Linked DNA regions of Mus musculus: region 2 is linked to region 1. Evidence: chromatin contacts called from public Hi-C data. All regions are on one chromosome and are shown on one strand. The core of a region is the stretch at or near the end of the contact, and the rest is flanking DNA. Distances in the headings are between cores, read along the strand shown.

Evidence for each region. Hi-C and Micro-C count contacts between places; a contact is called where the count stands out from the background.
Region 2: a contact with region 1 is called in a Hi-C map of bone marrow-derived macrophages, with 35 read pairs. The contact joins two enhancer-like sites. A contact is called at or near these places in 1 of 15 datasets of contacts at CTCF or cohesin (large pre-B cells), 15 of 484 Hi-C or Micro-C datasets (8-cell embryo, B cells, the MC3T3-E1 cell line and 8 more), 4 of 115 datasets of contacts at active chromatin or transcription factors (cardiomyocytes, embryonic basal ganglia, embryonic stem cells and 1 more) and 4 of 9 other capture datasets (adipose tissue, embryonic stem cells, liver and 1 more).

What each region holds. Positions count from the first base shown.
Region 1 is chr2:91,277,330-91,282,598 of GRCm38.p6, forward strand. It overlaps 1110051M20Rik (RIKEN cDNA 1110051M20 gene), which reads right to left. Exons shown (of 9, transcript NM_175123.5): 6 at 5,136-5,269; 7 at 4,417-4,526; 8 at 1,861-1,924; 9 at 499-1,628. The coding sequence ends at 1,454. Arfgap2 (ADP-ribosylation factor GTPase activating protein 2) reads left to right here. Exons shown (of 16, transcript NM_023854.2): 16 at 1-42. Among named protein-coding and RNA genes, the nearest start is that of Arfgap2, 15 kb to the left of the region's middle. Within about 2 kb of position 2,187, at least 32 of the 459 cell types and tissues checked have an H3K27ac peak or open chromatin away from gene starts, as enhancers often do. A contact at or near this core is called in bone marrow-derived macrophages, where this site is marked.
Region 2 is chr2:91,410,191-91,415,960 of GRCm38.p6, forward strand. The region is part of intron 2 of 1110051M20Rik (RIKEN cDNA 1110051M20 gene); the gene reads right to left. Among named protein-coding and RNA genes, the nearest start is that of 1110051M20Rik, 32 kb to the right of the region's middle. Within about 2 kb of position 2,356, at least 84 of the 459 cell types and tissues checked have an H3K27ac peak or open chromatin away from gene starts, as enhancers often do. A contact at or near this core is called in bone marrow-derived macrophages, where this site is marked.

The DNA.
Region 1 (5,269 bases), core at 937-3,436:
CTGAATGGCAGGCATTTAGTAAAATGCCTGGCTTGGAGAAACATTTTAAAGATTCAGACTTTTTAATATATAAATACATTTTAGAAGAGTTAGAGATGCCATATATAAACCCCTTTCCTTACAGGGTCACTCTGTCCTTGGAACTCCTCAGCATACAGTTATAAGCTACTCTGGGAAATGATTAGAAAGGCAGGTACAGGAAGCCAAGTTCCAAGTGCTTTCTAGTACCTTGGAATCATCCGGGGTGTTTGAAATACATGATTTGTTTCCAACCCCAGCTTGGGATAGTAGGACTCCGGCTTGGTGATTGGCACTGTTACAAGTTTCTCTGTGGATCGGGTACACACAAGAATTTGAGAAACCTCAGATGCCTGTAGGTAGGCTTGGTACCACAGGGCTTTTGGAAGCCACTTGCAACCATCCATTGGCAGGGAAGATGCAGGAAAATTATGTGTCCAGTGAATGTTAACATCGGCCTTACTTGGAGCAGGCAGTCATGACTCCTTAGTGAATTTTATTTTGTGGAGACCTACCTCATTCAAGAAGGATGAGGCTCACCTCTGACCTTTCCAGTCTCTGCTCCAAAACCCTAGGCCTGCTTTGTGCAGATGTGCACCACTGCCTAACCTGGGGTCTGGTCTTCACAAATATCTAGTGGAGAAGGCTGTGCAGCTCTTATCTAGTTCTTGTGGCCAGGGTCTCATAGGTGGAGAACCTGACCAAACACTCGGGCCAAATTCACAACACCTGCTTTGAACGGCTGTCCTCATCTGTAGGAGGCCAGGTCCTCTGTCAGTTGAGGCAGGTGGCCATCCTGGATGGCCCCCAAGTTCCGCCTCCCATCCAGTCAGAAAAGCACCCAAGTTCCACTTTGCCTTCCCTCCCTGGAGCCTACTGGCTTTAGACTCATTGCTTACCAGACACAAGGGACTTTATTCATTTCACAGATTTGACTATTCCATACAAACTTGAAGTATATTTTGAAAGTAAAATTCTTGCCCATCCTCCCTCTTATTCCAGCTAGTGGCTGATCTCTCCAGCAGGCCAGTTGATAGGTCTTCCCAGCACATGCTCTCAGGAATCACCCTCCACCAGGAAGACCCTGCATTACTAATTCACGTTTCCCTTATAAATGCTGTTGTGAAAAATTACCCTTACTAGGAGGATCATGGACTGGCTGAGATGACAGTACTTAAAGCATAAGCAGCCCTGCCAACAGAAGACTAAAGCAGACCCTTCTCTGTGATGTATGTCAGCTCAGGGCCCAGCAGGTTGCTGAGAGCATGAGTTAGGGGATTCTGAGGATCACTGAACTGGGCTGGTCTTACTAGGGCTGTTATTAATTCACCCTTCTCTTCAGCAGAGGGTGGCACAGTGATGCTGGAGAAGTCTGGTGTGGGCAGCAAAAGCAGGGTGGGAACAAGGTACAGGCCACAGATGGGACCCTTCAGATTCAAGTCTCAGACTCATCTGTCTCTTCAGTGGAGCCATCGCTCTCTGCATCCAATTTGCGGGAGCGATGGAGGGGTTTCCACGGGGAACCAACCCGGGGAGGGGTTCGGGAAGGCAGGCAGCTGGCCTCAGAAGTGGCAGTGATGGAGTTGACCAGGCCTGGGACCTGGACCAGCCTGAGGAAGGAAAGAAGCCCAGAGGGTGATGTGATGAATCTCCTGTTCAGAGATGAGGACCTCTACTTACTCTTAGACTTGGGCAGAGCCCCAAGGACTTATGGTGCCTCTCTTCTCTCCTGGCCCCAAGCCTTTCCCTGACCAGTGTGCTGTGTCGCCTACAGTGGGGCACAGCCACATCTGACAGATTTGGCTTCCGCAAGAGGGCAGCATCTTCCCACTTGACACTTACAGCCGTTCCAGCTCTTCATCCATGGCTGGGTCGTGCATCAGGTCTCCTTTGTCTGGCAAAGCTCCTAGAAGACAGGTATTTGGGGTGAAGTCATAAAACAGTAGGAGGGCCCTTCAACCAGGAAGCAGATACTTTGCCCTTTGCCTTCATGTCTGACAACTGGTTGACCAGGGAAAGTTAGTTTATGTGGAACGAGAAATCTTGAGTACCACTTTATAGATGTAGTGAGACTCGCTATTTTCCCTTCCTCATTTGGGACAAGAGTGACAGCTAAGAAGATTACAACCAGGTGATCAATCCCCTTCCAAGACTGGAGGTGGGTCTGTGACCAGCACTGGGTGTGTCTAGTTCTTGTGACCAGTACTGGGAGTGTCTAGTTCTTGTGGCAGCACTGGGTGTCTAGTTCTTGAGGCCCCAGTGCTATGCTGGATGGTAATGGCCTAAGGTGACTCCAGGGGTAGAAAATAGCCAATTGTATGTCCCCAGGTCAGGGCTATGTTGGGGGGGGGGGGGAAGCAGTCCCACCCTGATGACTTAGACTAACATCTGTCTGGGTTGGTTCCTTAGCCATGAGGGCATAGTTTGCTGATTCTATTGGGAAGTGTATGAAGAGTCTTGAATGCTTCCCCACTTAAATTTTTTTCTTTTTGCTCTTTTACAAATTAATTAGATTCTTTTCTGTTTTCTTTTTTTGTTGGTTGCTGGGGATAAATACAATTGACATTTCTTGAGGGATTGAAATTTTCAGAGAGAAAGATTGTTGCCAGTAAATTGTTGAAAGATCAGGGCTTAATGGTAGTTTAGTCCCTAGACTGGACAGTGATGCTGGGCTTCAGAAAGACTCAAAAGTGTCCAGCACTGACTCTTCTAAGAGGCATCAGGTGATTCATCTTATAATTTTGTGGGGTGTTTCAGGAGTATCCCAGCCTTCCACAAACAGAACCAGGGTATTTCCAAGTTCCTATTTCTAACACATGCTGCCTCTGTCACTGCTTAGTCTACACACTAGCCACTAATCAGGATGTAGGAAACATTGCACAAGGCTCCTTTTTTTTTCCCTTCAGAAGGTTCTTTTCTGTTTTCCTTCCTTCCTTCCTTCCTTCCTTCCTTCCTTCCTTCCTTCCTTCCTTCCTCCCTCCCTCCCTCCCTCCCTCCCTCCCTCCCTCCCTCCCTCCCTTCCTCCCTCCCTCCCTTTTTGAAACAGTATTCTTGGCTATCCTGAAATTCTGTAGAGCAGGCTGGCCTCACAGAGATTCATAGAGATCTGCCTCCTCTGCCTCTACCTCCTGAGTGCTGGTATTAAAGGTGCCCCAACACTGCCTGAACAGGGGGGGATGCAGTTAACACGGGCTGTGATCATTGCTAGTAACCAGGCTTCTGATTGACTACTTAGCTCGCCTGTCTCCTCTAGAACTCTGGCTGAAGTGTGTATACAGAAATAAGCATAAAGGTTCCAGTACAGCTTCTGGCCAGCTGTGTGAGGCATTTAGCAGATGTTCATTAGCTGCCCTTCCCTCGATGCCATTCCCTAAACTGGCACAGAGGGGAGGCTCAGGAACCTGGATCTAATCACACAGGAGAGTCTCCCGAGCAAAGACATAATAGTAAGTGCTTAAAGCTTACTAACACAAGCCGGGCAGTGGTGGCGCATGCCTTTGATCCCAGCACTTGGGAGGCAGAGGCAGGAGGATTTCTGAGTTCAAGGCCAACCTAGTCTACAAAGTGAGTTCCAGGACAGCCAGGGCTACACAGAGAAACCCTGTTCCGGAAAACCGAAGAAAAACAAAATAAAACAAAAAAACATAAAACAAAAAAACGTACTAATAAGCCTTTAATCCCAGCACTCATTTGGAGGCAGAGGCAGGTGGCTAGCCTGGTCTACTTAGTACACTCCAGGCTACACAGAGCTACATATACAATGAGACCTTGCCTCAAAACAACAAAAATCAACAAACCTTCAGAGCAAGAGTGGCCTGCTGGTCCCTAACTGGGAGAGGAGTGGTTGTGCGCGTGGGAGGGGTGTAGCGGGAAGGATACAGTGGGTGGAGGAGGCCAGCCAGTGAGAATAGAAATGATAGGTAGTAAAATGGCCAGTCTCCACCTTTTTTTTTTTTTCCTGTTTTTCAGATTCATCAGATTTCTTCCCCTGCCCCCCAGCTGGGAAAAAAAAAAAAACACCTCCCAGACACACCTTTGCCCTGTTTCTAGATGGGATCCAGGTTGCTTTGATATATAATCTCCAGAGTCACTGGGTAAATAACTTTGTGTCTGCCCAACCTGCAGGCCACTCCCTAGAACAGAACCAGGGATTCTGTAGGGAGGGGCTGGGCAGGCCTATGCCAGGGAACTCATTCATGTTGGGGCAGGGCAGAAGGCTGTCAGTCACAGCAGTCACGTGGGGATGTGAGGGACCTCCTAGGCACAGGCAGATTATGCACACTGCAGTTTCTCGGCTGGAGGAATCAGGAATCCTACTCCTGTAGGGCCATGCGGACAGACCGGCTATTGCCTGTGTTGTTAGGAGGAGCGCAGGTGATCACAGTGAGCTCTGCTTACCCAGGGCTTGGTTGATCCCATGATGCTTTGAGAGGGCCACAAGGAATCCATAGAAAGTCAGCCTCTGGACATTGCTCAGGATCTCTTTGACAAGCGCTGGTGGTGGACAGCTAAAAGGGAGAATTCGGAGGGCAGATTTAATCTAAGTGCTATTTTTTCATCCACACCTGCAGGACATCAAAGCTGGGAGGCCCTGCAGGAGCAGGCCATACTGCAGACAGAGGCCTCCCTGCAGGAGCAGGCCATACTGCAGACAGAGGCCTCCCTGCAGGAGCAGGCCATACTGCAGACAGAGGGCTGGTATGCTTACTGCTGTTCAGCTGGTGGAATTAGAGATGGAACATGTACTCTGCCACATCCCAACCCATAACTATCTTTTGTACAGGGAACATACAAGAGTGGGGAAGAGGACACTGCTACTGTCAGCTTCTTGCCTGGAGGCTGTGTCCCTCAAGGGCCTTTGTCCTATACAGGACAGTTTAACCTTCCCTTTCTGTGAATGTTTCTGTTTCAAATAGCCAAAGCTAGTCTTCCCTTAGAAAACCAGATACTTGAGCTAGTCTGTCCTCAGTGTGCTTTAGGCACACGTGGTTATGTTTTAAAATCATGACCATCCTGGGGCATAGAAACCCTGAACCAATCAAAATATTCTGCTAGAGACTTGTTCTCAGCAGCAACCTGATCTCCAGGGCTGAGGTGGGGCCTCTGCCCATGCCCACCTGTACTTGTGCCGGTCACACAGGTTTTCCAGGCGCTGATAGAACAGTGATGCTTCCACTCCATCCAGCATACCGGCATCACCCAAGGCAGGTCGTTGGCGGTGTTGCCCACTGGATGATGTTGGGACAATCAC
Region 2 (5,770 bases), core at 1,106-3,605, 130 kb after region 1:
ATGAGATCAGCTCAAATAGTTTCACATTTTTATAACTCTAACATTATTATATACACATAAAAAACAGGTGGGATCAAAACAATACTCAGGAGCTGCTGAGATGGCTTAGTGGTTAAAAGTACATGGCTGCTCTTTCGAGGATGCAGATCCTGTTCCCAGCAACTACTCGGAGGTCCCAAGCATCCCTACTCCAGTTCTAGGGGTCCAAAGCGATCCTCTGACAATGTCAGGCACCAAGTATGAACATGTATAAGGCAAAACACATAAAATAAAGCTAAAAGAATTAAAAACGACAATTTCAGAACAGAATCTTCACGAGGATTGGGATTCCTCCTGATTTGTTCACTGCTACATCCCTAGCATCTACAACACTGGGTAAGGTACAGGTACCTTACTCAGTGGCTGCGTGAGAAGTAGTGTCAGCAGTGATGGACCAGAGCTTATGCAACACTCATTAGACCTTAAGCTGAACAACAAGCCCTTCACATCCATTATCTAATTTAATCTTTCCTTCCAACAATTTGGTAATGAACATTTTTTTTTCGGTTTTTTTTTTTTCAAGACAGGTTCTGGCTGTCCTGGAACTCACTTTGTAGACCAGGCTGGCCTCGAACTCAGAAATCCACCTGCCTCTGCCTCACAAGTGCTGGAGTTAAAGGCGTGCGCCACCACTGCCTGGCATTGAACATATTTTTATGTATGAATCTCACTGTTTTACAGAAAAAGCTAAGCACCCTGCCCGAAACACACTGGCAGGCCCTCAAACAAAGATCAAAGTCTCTATTCTTAACCATTATGCTACTGTGCTTTCAGGCCATATTAAAAGCCCGTTTTCCCCCTATGCAAATTCTATTTGTCTTTCCCAATGAAGAAAAGCTCCCCGTGTTGTTACTTAACTGCTCTTATTTAACTATTCATTCTCCTTGTTCTCAACTCTTAGCCTACTGTCTATATAACTTAATGCTATTGCAGAAGATCTGATCACGTGCTCCCGCTGTCTGCTCCTCTGTAAACGTTATCCTCAGCCAAAGTACAGTTCTTTACAGGCAAATTCCTACTGATACATGATGCTTTGTCACAATACTTACTGTATGGCAAAGGAATGAAGAAAAACATTTAGTCAGGAAAATATGCAAGAAACAGAGTAGTTTGGGGATCAGACTTGTATGGTTTAAAATTCTAAACATCACATTGAACTAAAAAAAACCACTCTCTTTAAAAGGTGATTTTTCATCAAAATTCCCATAGTATCCCCTGGATGTTCAGGGCAATCTGGAGATAACAGTTCTTAGTTAAACCCTCTTGACAGGGCATGTGTATTACATAGTAGGTGAAGTATGAGAGTGTGCAGATAAACAATTATCCACGCATGTAAACGGCAACTTGTGTGGTGTAAATAGATTCCCCCTGTGTGGAACTGCCTGCATAATGCTCTCTCTGGGCTCTGTGGTTTCTCAGTACATTCCAACTGCTCAGAGGCTGGAGTCTGACTGCCAGCATGAGGAGCAAGGACCTCAGGAGAGAAGGTCTGCTTTCCATTACCCTGAACACAGCCCAGCCAGAGTGAAGAGCACAAACCAGAAGGCTGGACCTCAGCTCTCCCATTACACCTTGACAGTTTTTAATCTTAAGAGGCAGAGGAAGTTGAGTGTAGATGTTGAAGATGAGTGAAGAACAAAGACGAAGGGAGGGAGAGAGGGAAGGAGAAAGAGAAGGAAAGAAAAGAAAAGAGAAAAAGGAAAAAAAAAGAGGAGAAAGCTGGAGAGATGGCTCCACAATTAAGAGCACTGTCTGCTCTTCCAGAGGACCCAGGTTCAATTCCAGGACCCACATGGCAGCTCACAACTGTCTGTAACTTCAGCTCCAGAGTTCTAACACCCTCGTACAGACACAACAATGCACAGAAAAAATACAATTGAGTGCATTATCCAGTGAGACAGAAGCTCTGTTAGACAGTTATCTGAATGAGCAATCGAGTGGCTGACACTAAGTGGCTAACAGGCATGTGGCAAATCATCAGCTGTTTGGGTCTCAAAAGTACACAAAGTGTAGGGTGAGGAAGAACTATTATAAAACAGGAGGTGACCCGGGTCCTCGACCTTGAGACCACTTCAGGTTCAAAGAGGAAGAAGCCGGAGATTATTACTTTCTAAGAAATAACAAGGCAGAAGCAGCAAATGGCAGGCTAGACCAGAAACAAAGAAGCCGTTCCCATGAAAACAGAACTGTTATTGGTGGGCCTTAGGAGGCCTTCAGCCTTCATTTCCTCTTCCTGGTTTCCTAACCGCTGAGTTCCTCTTGACTTGGGAAATGGGGGGAGGTAATCATGTGTTCCTTGACAGAGGAAGCGAGACCAGTTACTACTTCTCTAACCTTTGACTCTGCATTCTCAATGAGTTAGAGGACCAGTAGGCTGTGAAATCACTTCCTGGGTCACCAGGTCAAGTGCTGCTTGCTGGACGGTTTCCTGGGATGGTGACATGAAGGGCCTGAAGAAGAAAGACTTTACACAAATGGCAGTTCTTGTATCCTCAGTGACTCCGGCTCTTTCAGCATCAAATAGATTCTGGTGACTCAACTGCCTGCCATGGCTCCTTGGAGTGTGTCTGTCCTAGCAAACCTCTCCTAATACAGAAAAGAACCAGAAATCTCTCTGCATTTCACAAATGGCAGTTTAGCAGAAGTGTCTGGGCCAGTAACAGGACAGTGCTGCTTTAACTGAAGGCAAAATCTATTCCTGGCAATTGTGAGTCTCTGAGAATCCAGTTGTTGACAATGAGAAATGGGTAATTTTCTGTTACAATGAGTCAAGTCTAGCTAAGAGCTGAACTGTGGAGAAAGGCAGGAGGGGGCTGGCTGGCAGTCACTTTTGCTTCACCACACCACATTTTGACTTAATTTAACAACAATAAGTAGAAAAAACATGGGGCAGAAATGGCCCAGGGAAGTCTTACACACATCCTTGATGCAAAGCCATGAGCTTAGAAGCCTCTGCTGTGTTTCCTGGGCCCCAGTTCTCTGTCCCTCTGCTGCCATGGGCACAGGACAAATCAAAGCAGCAGCACTTACAGGGGAGATGGTGAGTATGTCTGAACACTCTGACAACTTTAGAAACGTCTTTGCCCTGATTATTCTAGACTGTTCATAGGCCTTGGGAGTACCTACTGTATAAAAGAAGAAACAATCTGTGTTTATTATGTCATGTGTATGGTGCCCAGCGGTGCCCACAGAGGCTCAGAATGGGAGTTGGGTCCTGTTGGACTGGAGAAACAGCCAGTTGTGAGTTGTCTGTTGTGAGCTGCTATGAGGATGCAGGGACCTGGACCCAGGTCCTCTTCGAGAGCAGTGAGTGCTCACCAGCCCGTGTTCTGTATTTTTTAATCCAAGGGCTGTTTCATTAGAATTATATAGTCAGTGATTTATGAATATGTGCTACTGGGACTTTTTTCTTCTATGAGTAAATTAATAAGATTCACATTTCATGGGTTTATTCTAATTCAGGACAATAGAGAAGGAATTTGATGCTGAAACTTTTTATGATAGTAATCCAAAGAAGCATTCAACTTCTCAAATGAACTCTGATAATTACTATGCCTTAGAATGAAATTGTTGTTCCTTTCCTAAAACCTGATAGGTAAAGCCTCCCATTTCCATACTTATACTACATGAAGGACAACACAAATTATTTTTCTGACTGCTTTATTACTTTTCTTATCGAATCTGAACAAGGCATGAGGAAGGCCACTGTCTGCAGAGCCACCCTTTGTTAAGACATTAAGTCACAAGGGCATGCACTTTGGCATGTTCCCTGAGAGCCACTGCCAAGAACACAGTAGCACATAGAGTAAAACAACATGATCTTTCCATACACAGGCAGAGAAGGTAATCAAGGCAGACAAAGGAAAGGGGGACAGCCTGTGAAATATGTTCTTGTCTCCTGATGCTCTCAATGTCTTCTCCTCCAAGAGTCTTGAAGGCATCCTATAAATCATATAACCCTGGTTACCTCTTGTTATTTATCTCATTATACTTACCAGCTGTATAACCTTCAGAATGTGACTTTTATGTGTCTGAATTCCCAAATGTGTGAAATGGACTAATACTGGTATCCTACCTCATAAGTGTATGGAAATTAATGACGGTGTATGCTGAGAACAGTGTTTAGCACAAAGTGTTCACCAGACACAGCTCTTACAGCATCAACTTGTTCACACTGTGTCTGAACACAGAAGCACACGCAAGTACTCGAACACAGCTACTGAGGGGCTGTCTGTAGCGTGATGTAGCTCAGTTGGTAAAGTGTTTATCTAGCATACAGAGTAACCCTAGGCAGCACACATGCCTGTGATCCCAGAACTCAGGTGGAGGAAGGAGAATCAGAAGTTCAAGGTTGGGCTTGGTGGTTAAGACTACTTATAGCTCTTGCAGAGAACCCAAGTTCAATTCCTAGTACCCGCATGATGGCTCACTACCATCCATAACTTCAGTCCCAGGGGGATCTGATACTCTTCTCATGCAAGCATGCATGTGGGCCACAGGCATACATGCTGACAAAATACTCTTGCACATAAAATAATAAAATAAGTAAACATTTTTTAAAATAAAAGTGCAAGGTCACAGTTGGTTACATAGCGAGTTCAAGGCTAGTTTGGACTACATGAGACCAAGACCCTATTTTGGAAAAACTTAGATAAAGTGGGTATTGAAGTAAATACTGGTTTATGATTTTATCCTTAAAATAAAGCTCTATCAGGGCTGGTGAGAGAGATGGCTCAGCAGCGCAGAACACTTGTTGCTTCTGCCCGGGATCTGGATTCTCTTCCCAGTACCCACACGGTGGCTCACAAACATCTAGAATTCTTGTTCCAGGGGATCCAGTGTCCTCCTCTGACTACTGCAGGTACCAGGAACACACACAGTACACACATACATGCAGGCAAAGCATTCATACATTAAAGTAAAAATAAATCTAAAAAGGACTTTATAATTACTTCTACCAATGAAGAAGTCTATGTACTTCTCTTTGAAACCAAAGCAGTCAGCATGTAAACTGCATCGAAAATGAAAACGAACACAAAGACAAAAAGACCTCTGGCCCAGGGACCAAGACCACAGCATTGCTCTTTTCTATATTAGGATGCAGAGGTCAAGCTCCCTGGTGCCACAGGGCTGTAACTATCAATTAGCTGTGAGAAATGGTCCCCAATCCTCATAGCCATTCTCAAATTCCAGCCTTTTTTCTTTCTTTCTCTCATCATTATTTTCCAATGTCTTAAAAAGCCACGGTTCTCCTGTTACCCTTCCCACAAGAACCTGGCCACACTAGAAACCTGCGGTCTCTAAGTCAGGGCGACTTCACCCCATTTTCTTGGATACATACCGTCAGAGACGCTGGCCCAGTGCTGACCTGGTCCATTCTTTTTTAAAGACTGGTATCTTTTTTTTTTTTTAAGATTTATTTATTACTATACATAAGTACACTGTAGCTGACTTCAAATGTACCAGAAGAGGGCATCAGCTCTCATTACGGATGGTTGTGAGCCACCATGAGGTTGCTGGGATTTGAACTCAGGACCTTTGGTAGAATAGTCAGTGTACTTACCCGCTGAGCCATCTCACCAGCCCCCAGACCTGGTCCATTCTTATAGAAGCCCCTCAAATATGAATTCCCTTCACCTCCCTGTTTAGAAGACAACATTTAAAGGTAGACATTACACACAGCACAGAGGTAGATCCTCTGGGGCTAACTTCTTGCTTTCAAGTTCTCTAG